2 separate regions of the Mus musculus genome follow, and region 2 is linked to region 1. The links are chromatin contacts, called in public HiChIP or PLAC-seq maps. All regions are on one chromosome and are shown on one strand. Each heading gives the region's core, a stretch centred on a gene start, on an enhancer-like site or on the middle of the called end of the contact. The rest is flanking DNA. Distances are from core to core; before and after follow the strand shown. Region 1 has its middle 41 kb from the start of Tnfsf4. Region 2 has its middle 70 kb from the start of Gm31869.

Region 1 (4,339 bases), core at 1,356-3,855:
TCTCTGTGTGTGTGTGTGTGTGTGTGTGTCTCTTTCTCTCCCTCTCTCTCTCTCTTTCTACCTTCTCTCTTTCCCCTGCATTTCTATAATAAAGCTCTTAAATCATAGTCTCTGCTCCTTCAAGTTCCACTGTGCACTCTGGTCAGTGTTGGGAAACTCTTCCCCTATTCCCTCTTTCCCACAACCCTGGTGGCTTTAGCAAAGTAGCTCTGGGGGTTGGAGGGTCCCAGGCAGGGCTGCCCCTTGGCCACCCCCTGAAAAGTGGGATAGAGGAATGCCCACCCAGGGATGAGTAGATAGGGTAGGTAGCAGCCCTCCCATGCCTGACTGACCAGAGAATAGGGAAATTCTGGCGCGGGCATCTTTTTCCTATCCCACTTCTCCCCGCCCCCAGGCCTCTCCTTTTATTTTTTTCTCAATATCTTGGAACAACTATCCTACCTCCAGACTCACATTGCCACTCCCAGGCACACAGGCATGCTGTTTGGACCTCTGACAAACCCATCTCCATGATCATGGAGAAAAAGCTTACTGCCTTTTTGTTTTAACAGCTCCACCTTGAATACTTTAGGGACAGATCTATATCTTGTCAATGCCAATCAGTGTGAATGTCTACGTAGAACACTAGGTAATTAGACTCAAGATGCTACAACAGCAAAAGAGTAGAAGAGACCGTCTAAATGAATTAGTGCTGCTCGCCACGCAATAAAGAGATGGCGACAGTCTGTGGGACACCTAAAACTGTTCTTTCCCAACTCTACCTGCCTCCACATCTCCTCACCATCTTTTCTGCTTTCTAAGTTTGCACCAGTGGGTGTGAGACTCGAGTACATTGTTTATTTCTGATACGCTAAAAAAAAGAAAGAAAGCCTCATTTTCAGCATACCACTTCAAAGGTGTCTACAAAAAGTTTCAAAATTTTTGAGTGGCTTTGAAAACTTTCGTTACCGCTCCTAAAAAGAATTAAGATATACATACCATGAATTTTAGTTGTGTTCCGTTGTGTCAGGACGTTAATCACTGAGATGAAAGCATACTGAGTGTTTGGGGAATTTTTTTCTAAAAAGCTCAACAAAACTGCAGTTTTTCTGGCCCCGTAGTCTTCAAATTCCTCTGTAGAGCTTAGGAACTCTATCTGAATACCATATAAAAATAAAATTAAGGCAATGTATTTCATTCAGTGACAGAATATAAAGTCATCGAAATGAAAAACTAACTTTGCACACATTTAAAAGTTGACAATTTTATTCGCCATCTTTGAAGGTAGGCATTTTGCTCTATGGCAAGCCTAATATTGTCTAACTTTAAAATAAAGCACAATGAACAACTAGGAACAATATTTAATAATAACAGAACAACTGTAACTGTCTTCTAGAAAAATATAAATATATAGGCTCTCCCTCTTGAAATGTCTTATTGTACTGCTCTGATAGCTGTCTCTTTTGTTCTAGAACTCTCTCTCTCTCTGTAGACTAGGCCTGCCTCTACCTCCTGAGTGCTAGAGGAGGGCATGTGTAACCACTGTCTTTATCTATCCTGTGAGTATGGAGTCTGATGCAATGCCCACATGATGAGGGGAAAAAGCAGTAACCGTTACAGTTAGTCAGGTGAGGCTATAAAGCAAATGTTACTTGAGCATAGCCTGCAATATGGCCCCAGTTGATCTGATCCTCTCGACAGCTGCTAAGTGAATAATGGCTGAATGGTGAACGTGGTAGAAGGTGAGAGACAAGGCATGACTCATTGTTTACTATCTTCAGGTAGGTTTCATTTCTCACGACACAGACCCCACAATAAAACAACTTTATGCAGATGACTACTTCTTTACAAGAGATAAAAGGGGGGACATGAAAGCATGAGTAACAGCAAAACTGGGAGGAAGAAAGTCATCTGTGTGCCGAGTTGGTCATTGGTACAGCATGTGACAGCACACACCCCTCCAGCCCACTGCTTAACCTCAAAGGGACTAGACTAACGCCTCAGAATTTGATTTGAAGATGGCGTTTTCTCTGAAGAAGTATCCATCTACAATTAGCTTTTCCTCTAAGCTGAGGTGCGTGGGCTTTGTGGTAAGAAGAACAGGAGGAGGGAAGATGAGCTGTGCAAAATCACAAAGGTAAATCAGACACAGAAATGGAAATTTGTCATCTTTGCCTATTTCTGTGGAATGGAGAGGCTGGGTGGCCAGAATTGCTGGTTGGAGCCATGCTCTGACCTCTTGGTACCGGTAAATTAGCCCAGAACTTATTAAAACAAGTCCATCCGTTTCACCATAATGTGTTGGGGAAGGGCTATTCATTTATCTACTTGTTTCCAGTCACTGCACATGTCCTAACACTCTACATGCCAAAATTCTTGCTAAGCAGTTGGAGGTGAAACTTTAAATGCACTATCTAGGACCTAGGGGAAGAACCAGACAGATGATTTAATAACTGCAATCAATACCAGACATGTTTTATGGGAATTATTCAGACTTGGGACAAAAAGACAACCTTCCTGGAATAAACAGTAAAACTATGAAGAAGAGTAGACTAAAATACTTCAGAGAGAGTGAGCAGGGCAACAAGATTGGGGAACTGAAAGTCATTTATTCTGCTTGGGGTGTGGGTCTTTACTGGTTGAGGATAAAAGGTGGGCAGATGTCGTGGGAGATGAGTCTGGAAAGGCAGCCACACATAGACCAGAAAGCCACAAATACAACTTAGAGATTGTGTATGATGTAGACATGGAAACCACCAAAGCAGTCATTTAAATAAAATAATCGTTTTTCCCTGAGGTAAGGTGATGTTCAAGCTGTCTCTATGCTGGACAGTATCCAGCATTCTCTCGCAGCCTGCCTTTTGCTTCTGCTGCTGTTACCTCAAGTGTTCTTCCTAATTCTTCTCTCCTAAGGTAATCTGAGTCTCAAGTCGCTGGGTAAGCCTTCCCAAGCACTTATGAGAGCAAGGGCAGCAGAATCCTCTCTTGCAAATTCATCTCCACTTTACAGATCTTGGCTAGGTATCACACTCTAAATTTTGCCTTCTACCTCCATGAATTGAATTTGGCCACACAACCATGACTTCTGTAAAGAATTTCAGGAAGTATACATTCTTACCTACCTATACGAGGGTGCTTTCCCTAACAACATATCACAGTTTTGATCATAAAAATCATAAGATTTTTAGAGCAACTGCTAGACATTTTCATGTCGCACCATATGGACACTGTTGAGAGGTGAGTGGCCAATTATCAAGCTACAGAGCTGCAGGCTTAGCATACACACATGTCACTGTGTTTAGGTACACATGTTCCTTGCTTACTCTTTAGTTGTGTAGACTCTAAAACATTATTATTATTATAGTTTTATGTGTATGAGTGGTTTGCTTATATGTATTCCTGTGCACCAGTTATGAGCCTGCTAATTTCAGAGGCCAAAAGAGGGCATCAAATCTCCTGAAGATGGAGTTATAGACAATTGCAAGCCACCATGTGGATGGACGCTTGGAATTGAGCCCAGGCCTTTTGAAAGACAGGGCCTAAGTCTTCCTACTGAGACATCTCTAGGATTTCTAGCTATATGTTCATCCTTCCTTTCTTCTTTCCTTTCTTCCTTACTTCCTTCCCATCTGTCTTTCTCTTTTTAAAATAATCAGAAGGGAATGTTTAAGCTTGTCATTCTCTTTATTGTTTGTCTGCTGACTAGTTTATATATATTTTTGCCTTCCACTATGACAATGTGATTTTTTTTTAATTTGTGTATATTGAACCATCTTTGAATCTCTGGGATAAATGCCTCTTGATCTTAATGAATGTCTTTTAATGGACTGCTAAACTTCATTTACTACTTTGTTTGGTGATGATTTTTTTTTTCATGTGTTCATCCAGAATGAGGACCTGTAGTTATCTTTCTTTATAGTGTCTTAGGCTCTGGTATGGGATAATGCTGACCTTGTATATCAATAATCTTAGTATTCCTTCCCCATCATTTTATTTTTGAAATGTTGAGAAACGTTTGGTGTTACTTTTTTAAAATGCTCAATAGAATCCACCAGTAAAGAAATCTGGCCTGCACATCTTTATGACAAGATCATGCTTATCAATGAGTCAGTCCCCTAGCTCAGGATTTGTATGTTCACGCATCCTAGTAGTTCTGGGAATTGAAGCATTTGCTTTTGCCCTGTTACTCAACTTGTTGTAGGTCTATTGTTCATAGTGAATGTCCATCATCATAATGTTTCTGGGGCTTCATTGCCGACGGTGGGCCTCTTTCACTGCTCATCTTGCTTGTCGAAATCTTCATCAGTTTAGCTGCAGGTTTGACAATTTTCCTTCTTAAATCTTTTCAGAAAATCCAACT
Region 2 (4,339 bases), core at 1,015-3,514, 260 kb before region 1:
ATTGTTTACACCTTAAAGCCGAGGTGACAGAGGTGAGCCACGTTTATTTACTGCTGGCCACAAGCAACACTCTGCTCCTGGAAGCCTAAAGCCTGTAAATATGAGGTGTTAGAAGTAGCCCAACTCTAACTCCCTGGGGGGGGGTGAAGATTTTGGGGATGCTCCAAAGTTACTCTGTTCCCTTCCATGGATGCTAGGTTGCTGATCTCACAGCATCTCTGGTCTCAAAATTGTAGCATCTTGAGGCTGTTATGGGGATTAGAAGAGGGGAATGAGAACAGGGAAAATTCAAATGCCACAAAACTAGATGGTCTGACTCTTGGGAACCACAAAACCCTAAAGTCACTGAGAGACTTCAGTTAGTTTCCAGAGACCCGGGAAGGTTGATTTCAGCATCTTTCAACATTACATATTGCCTTTGTGGAGAGACAAAAATTTGATGGTTCTAATACTACTGTTCTGGAAGGTTCCCTTTCCAGAATACTTCAAAGCTCCCCCCACCCACGGTTATAGAAGAAAACTTAGACAGATCAGAAGCATTCCCAGAAGTGAAAGAAGACCTATCTCATAAAGGTCACCACCACCTGGAACATCACTGTGCTGCCATTTGTTTTCTGCCTTTCCACAGCCTTTTGTTGATGTCTTTCTGACTTTAGTAGCCACATAGTGTGAGGATTATAAAGTAAGTTTGTCAAGGAGTATTGTGCTCAATGTCTGGTGTGACCATTATGCGAATCAAGGTCAGGGTGAGGAAGAAGATAATGATAACACAGCACTACTGTGCTACCCTTTGTATCCCAAGTGAACCCCCAGCTTCTGACACCCCATCACAGCCTTGTACACTAGGATTACAGGTACCACTGTGCCTATCATAGTAGCTGAGTTAACCAGGTTGTAATCTCGTACTCTATGAAAAACCATTAAGTATCTAATATTGTGCTCTTTCCACTGTCTTGGCACCTGCAAGGCCCACTGGGAACAGACTTCTAAAAAAAAAAAAAAAAAGAGCAAATATCTTCGGAAGGCTGTGAAGCACGTCCATTTTTGCTAGCCACAAGTGAGCTCTCTGGAACCAAAGAGAACACAATGGCTCTTCTCAACATTGAAGGCGTTTATGCTTGAGATGAAATTGGGTGCTACTTGGGCAAGAGATGTGCTTATGTGTATAAAGCAAAAAGCAATGCAGTGACCCCTGGAGTCAAACCTAACAGAACCAAAGTGATGTAGGGACAAGTACCTCAGCCCCACAGAAACAGTGGTATGGATCATGTCAAATTCCCAAGCAACCTTCCCGCAAAGGCTGGACACAGAGTCTATATGATGCTCTACTTGTCCTGGATTTAAACTAATGGAGAGTAAATAAATAAAAGTGGATTTGTGCTCTTGTAAAAAAAAATCTAATATTGGAGTTGGTCCTGTGCAGAAGGGAAAACCAGATCACTGAAGTCAGATTCTCCTGAGATTTTCAGTTCTCCCATCTTCTGTTCGGGAGATATGATCGAAAGTATAATATTTAAATTTGAAAAGGGTGGCTCAAGTTCCTCATTCCTAAAACTAAAAACAGCAGGCAGGGAGCACTTCTCAGTGTAACACGAGCTGAGCAGATAGGAGATGCACACAACACGGTGGATACCTAATACTCGTCAGTTCTTCTGTTTTCTCCCTACATGGTTCAGACTCTTCCTTCAAGGTAGAGTCAAAGGTCGGGTGAGAGGACTGGGCTTCAGTAAGCAGACAATGCATGGTTTAAGTACGGCGTGCTACAAAACAGAGAAGAGAAACACCGCTTAGCCATCATGTGCTGTCTTTTTACTTCTTATGAGAAGACATTATTTACATGTCAGTCATATATGCAATGTATAGGATATCTAAATTAATACTCCATGTCAAGACCCATGAGTCTGTGCTCAATTTTGTAAATTAGACAATTGCTCTGAAGAGACAACCATGACATCCTATTTGATTTGAAATAAGCATGGGAATGATTTCATTCTATATTGTACTATTCTGTTTGCTGAAACTATATAGTACAATACCTGGAGAAGGGTACTTGTCAGTGGAAAGGGTCTATTTAGCTCATGGTTTTGGAAGTTGAAAGTTCAGTATTAGGTAGACACATCTGTTTGGGCTTTGACAAGGGTTCCCTTGGCTACAATACATGTGAGAGGAGAGAAAGGAGACAGCAGCGCGTGGAGGACTGTAAAGCACAGAGCGTAAAGGCCACGCCTTCTCTCTTGAGTCTTCATAAAACTACATCCATCTTTTCTGAAGGACATGCCCAGTGACCTAACCACTTTCAATAGGCTCCACCTCTTAAAGGTCTACATCCAATCACTATTAGACTGGGAATTGAGTTTCTAGCTCATGAATCCCTACTCAAATAGTATCCAAATCCTAGCGTGTTTTTTTTTTTTTCTTCAAAATGCTGTGTCTTTCCTGGATCCAATTTAACTCCATAACTTCCTCCAGGGTCAGTATAAAAGTATCAGTGTTCTGTTAACTTAAATTACCACTTACTGAGCATATTAGACAGAAGTAACAGTCTTGAGACTATTATCAATTTCTGTCTTGTATTTGTCCCCTTGATTTTTAAGGCACTAGGACCAATACATACAAAAAATATTTGTAAGGTTTTATGCATGTTAAAGTGTAGCCATTATTTATAAATAATAAACTCTTATACAGTCACTAAATGCCAGATTAAGAGTGGTATAAAATGAATAACATTTTCCAAAGAGATGCGCTCCGAGCCGGGAGACCACGGGGGAAGAATGTGTTGAACTTTTTGTGAGCCTTGTTCCTCTATGAGGCTACAGTATACACGTTTTCCTTTCCTGGAATGAAGAAAGTTTGCAGGTGGAGGAAAGAGGCTTGCAACAAAGAGGAAATGCTATCTATAAAAATAGGCTTGCTTCTGAGGAATGTGGAACAAAATCTGAGACTGTGCGCTACAGCCAGTCCAGAACTACTGCATTTTCTTTCTGTGTAGGAATTTAGAACTTAAACTTTATGTAACTCAAGAAGGGCAGAGAGACAACACAACTTAGAAGAATAAAAGAAGGAGACTCTAGAAGAAAAGAAGGGTTAGGAAAGGATAAGGGGTGGAAGGAAAGGTGTCAGGAAGGAATTCAGAAAAAATCCGGGTAATTCCAGCACAAAGGGCAAGGCTGAGCACGTGGAAACAAAGCATGAGAGTAGGAAATTGAGACAGGCCAGGCAGTGAACCAATCAGGAGCAGTAGAGGATTAAGGGCGGGTGATGGTGAACATGCTGGGCTTTGATGGTTTAGGACAGGGAGCTTAATTTCTGTAACTGAAGGAAAACTGTTGAACAACGAGCTGCAGTGGCTGACAGAGAAAGTGGCCCTTTGACTCTTGGACAGCTCAAGAGAAATTATACGTTTTCTTGCTTAGTTGTCTACGTATGACAGAGCTATCTAAGGGAGGAGGCTGAGGATTCCCAGTCTTGACCCCTGTTACAGTACCTCTGGGATCTCTGTCTTACCTAAGGATGTGAGTGTTTTCTTCCTGTGTTCTGAGGCATGCATGCATCTGTTACCTTTCTTCCACCTGTCCTGTGCAGCTGGATGCTTGAAGGAGAGAGTATCCTATGAGAAAATGGTATATAATTTATAGATTGACATATAGCACCTGAGGATAATTTACACAGAGGGAAGAGAATGGCGGAGAGGCAACCTGGGCGGGGTTGGGGGTGGGGGGGATGAGAAAGCATAATTTGAAGAGCCAGGAAATAGCTTTGTCTGTGTTATCACCTTCCTCCTCCTCCCCCTCCTCCTCCTCCCTCCTCCTCCCTCCTCCCCCTTCCTCCTCCTCCTTCCTCTTCTTCCTCTTCCTCCTCCTCCCCTCCTCCTCCTTCCTCTTCTTCCTCTTCCTCCTCCTCCTTTCTCCTCCTCCTTCTTCTTCCTCCTCTTCCTCCTCCTCCTTTCTCCTCCCTCCTCTTCCTCCTCCTTTCTCCTACTTCCTCCTCCTCCTTTCTCCTCCTTCCTCCTTCTCTTCCTCCTCCTTTCTCCTCCTTCCTCCTCTTCCTCCTTTCTTCTCCTTCCCCCTCTTCCTCCTCCTTTCTCCTCCTTCCTCCTCTTCCTCCTTTCTTCTCCTTCCCCCTCTTCCTCCTCCTTCCTCCTCCTTTCTCCTCCTTCCTCCTCTTCCTCCTCCTCCTGGTTTGTTTGGGTTTTTTCATTTTTTGTTTGTTTGTTTTTCCAGACAGGATTTCTCTGTGTATCCCTGACAGTCTTACAGTCATGAAACTTTCTCTGTAGACCAGGTTTGTCTCAAATTCACAGAGATCTGCCTGCCTCTGTCTCCTGAGTGCTGGGGTTAAA

What was found. HiChIP or PLAC-seq counts read pairs in DNA pulled down with a chosen protein or histone mark.
Region 2: an H3K4me3 HiChIP or PLAC-seq map of the 230-238 cell line shows a contact between it and region 1, with 6 times the contacts expected there. The contact joins two enhancer-like sites. A contact is called at or near these places in 1 of 484 Hi-C or Micro-C datasets (bone marrow-derived macrophages), 5 of 115 datasets of contacts at active chromatin or transcription factors (the 230-238 cell line, CD8 T cells, embryonic stem cells and 1 more) and 1 of 9 other capture datasets (embryonic stem cells).

What each region holds. Positions count from the first base shown.
Region 1 is chr1:161,434,212-161,438,550 of GRCm38.p6, reverse strand. No RefSeq gene overlaps it. Among named protein-coding and RNA genes, the nearest start is that of Tnfsf4, 41 kb to the right of the region's middle. Within about 2 kb of position 2,605, at least 8 of the 459 cell types and tissues checked have an H3K27ac peak or open chromatin away from gene starts, as enhancers often do. A contact at or near this core is called in the 230-238 cell line, where this site is marked.
Region 2 is chr1:161,694,961-161,699,299 of GRCm38.p6, reverse strand. No RefSeq gene overlaps it. Among named protein-coding and RNA genes, the nearest start is that of Gm31869, 70 kb to the left of the region's middle. Within about 2 kb of position 2,264, at least 6 of the 459 cell types and tissues checked have an H3K27ac peak or open chromatin away from gene starts, as enhancers often do. A contact at or near this core is called in the 230-238 cell line, where this site is marked.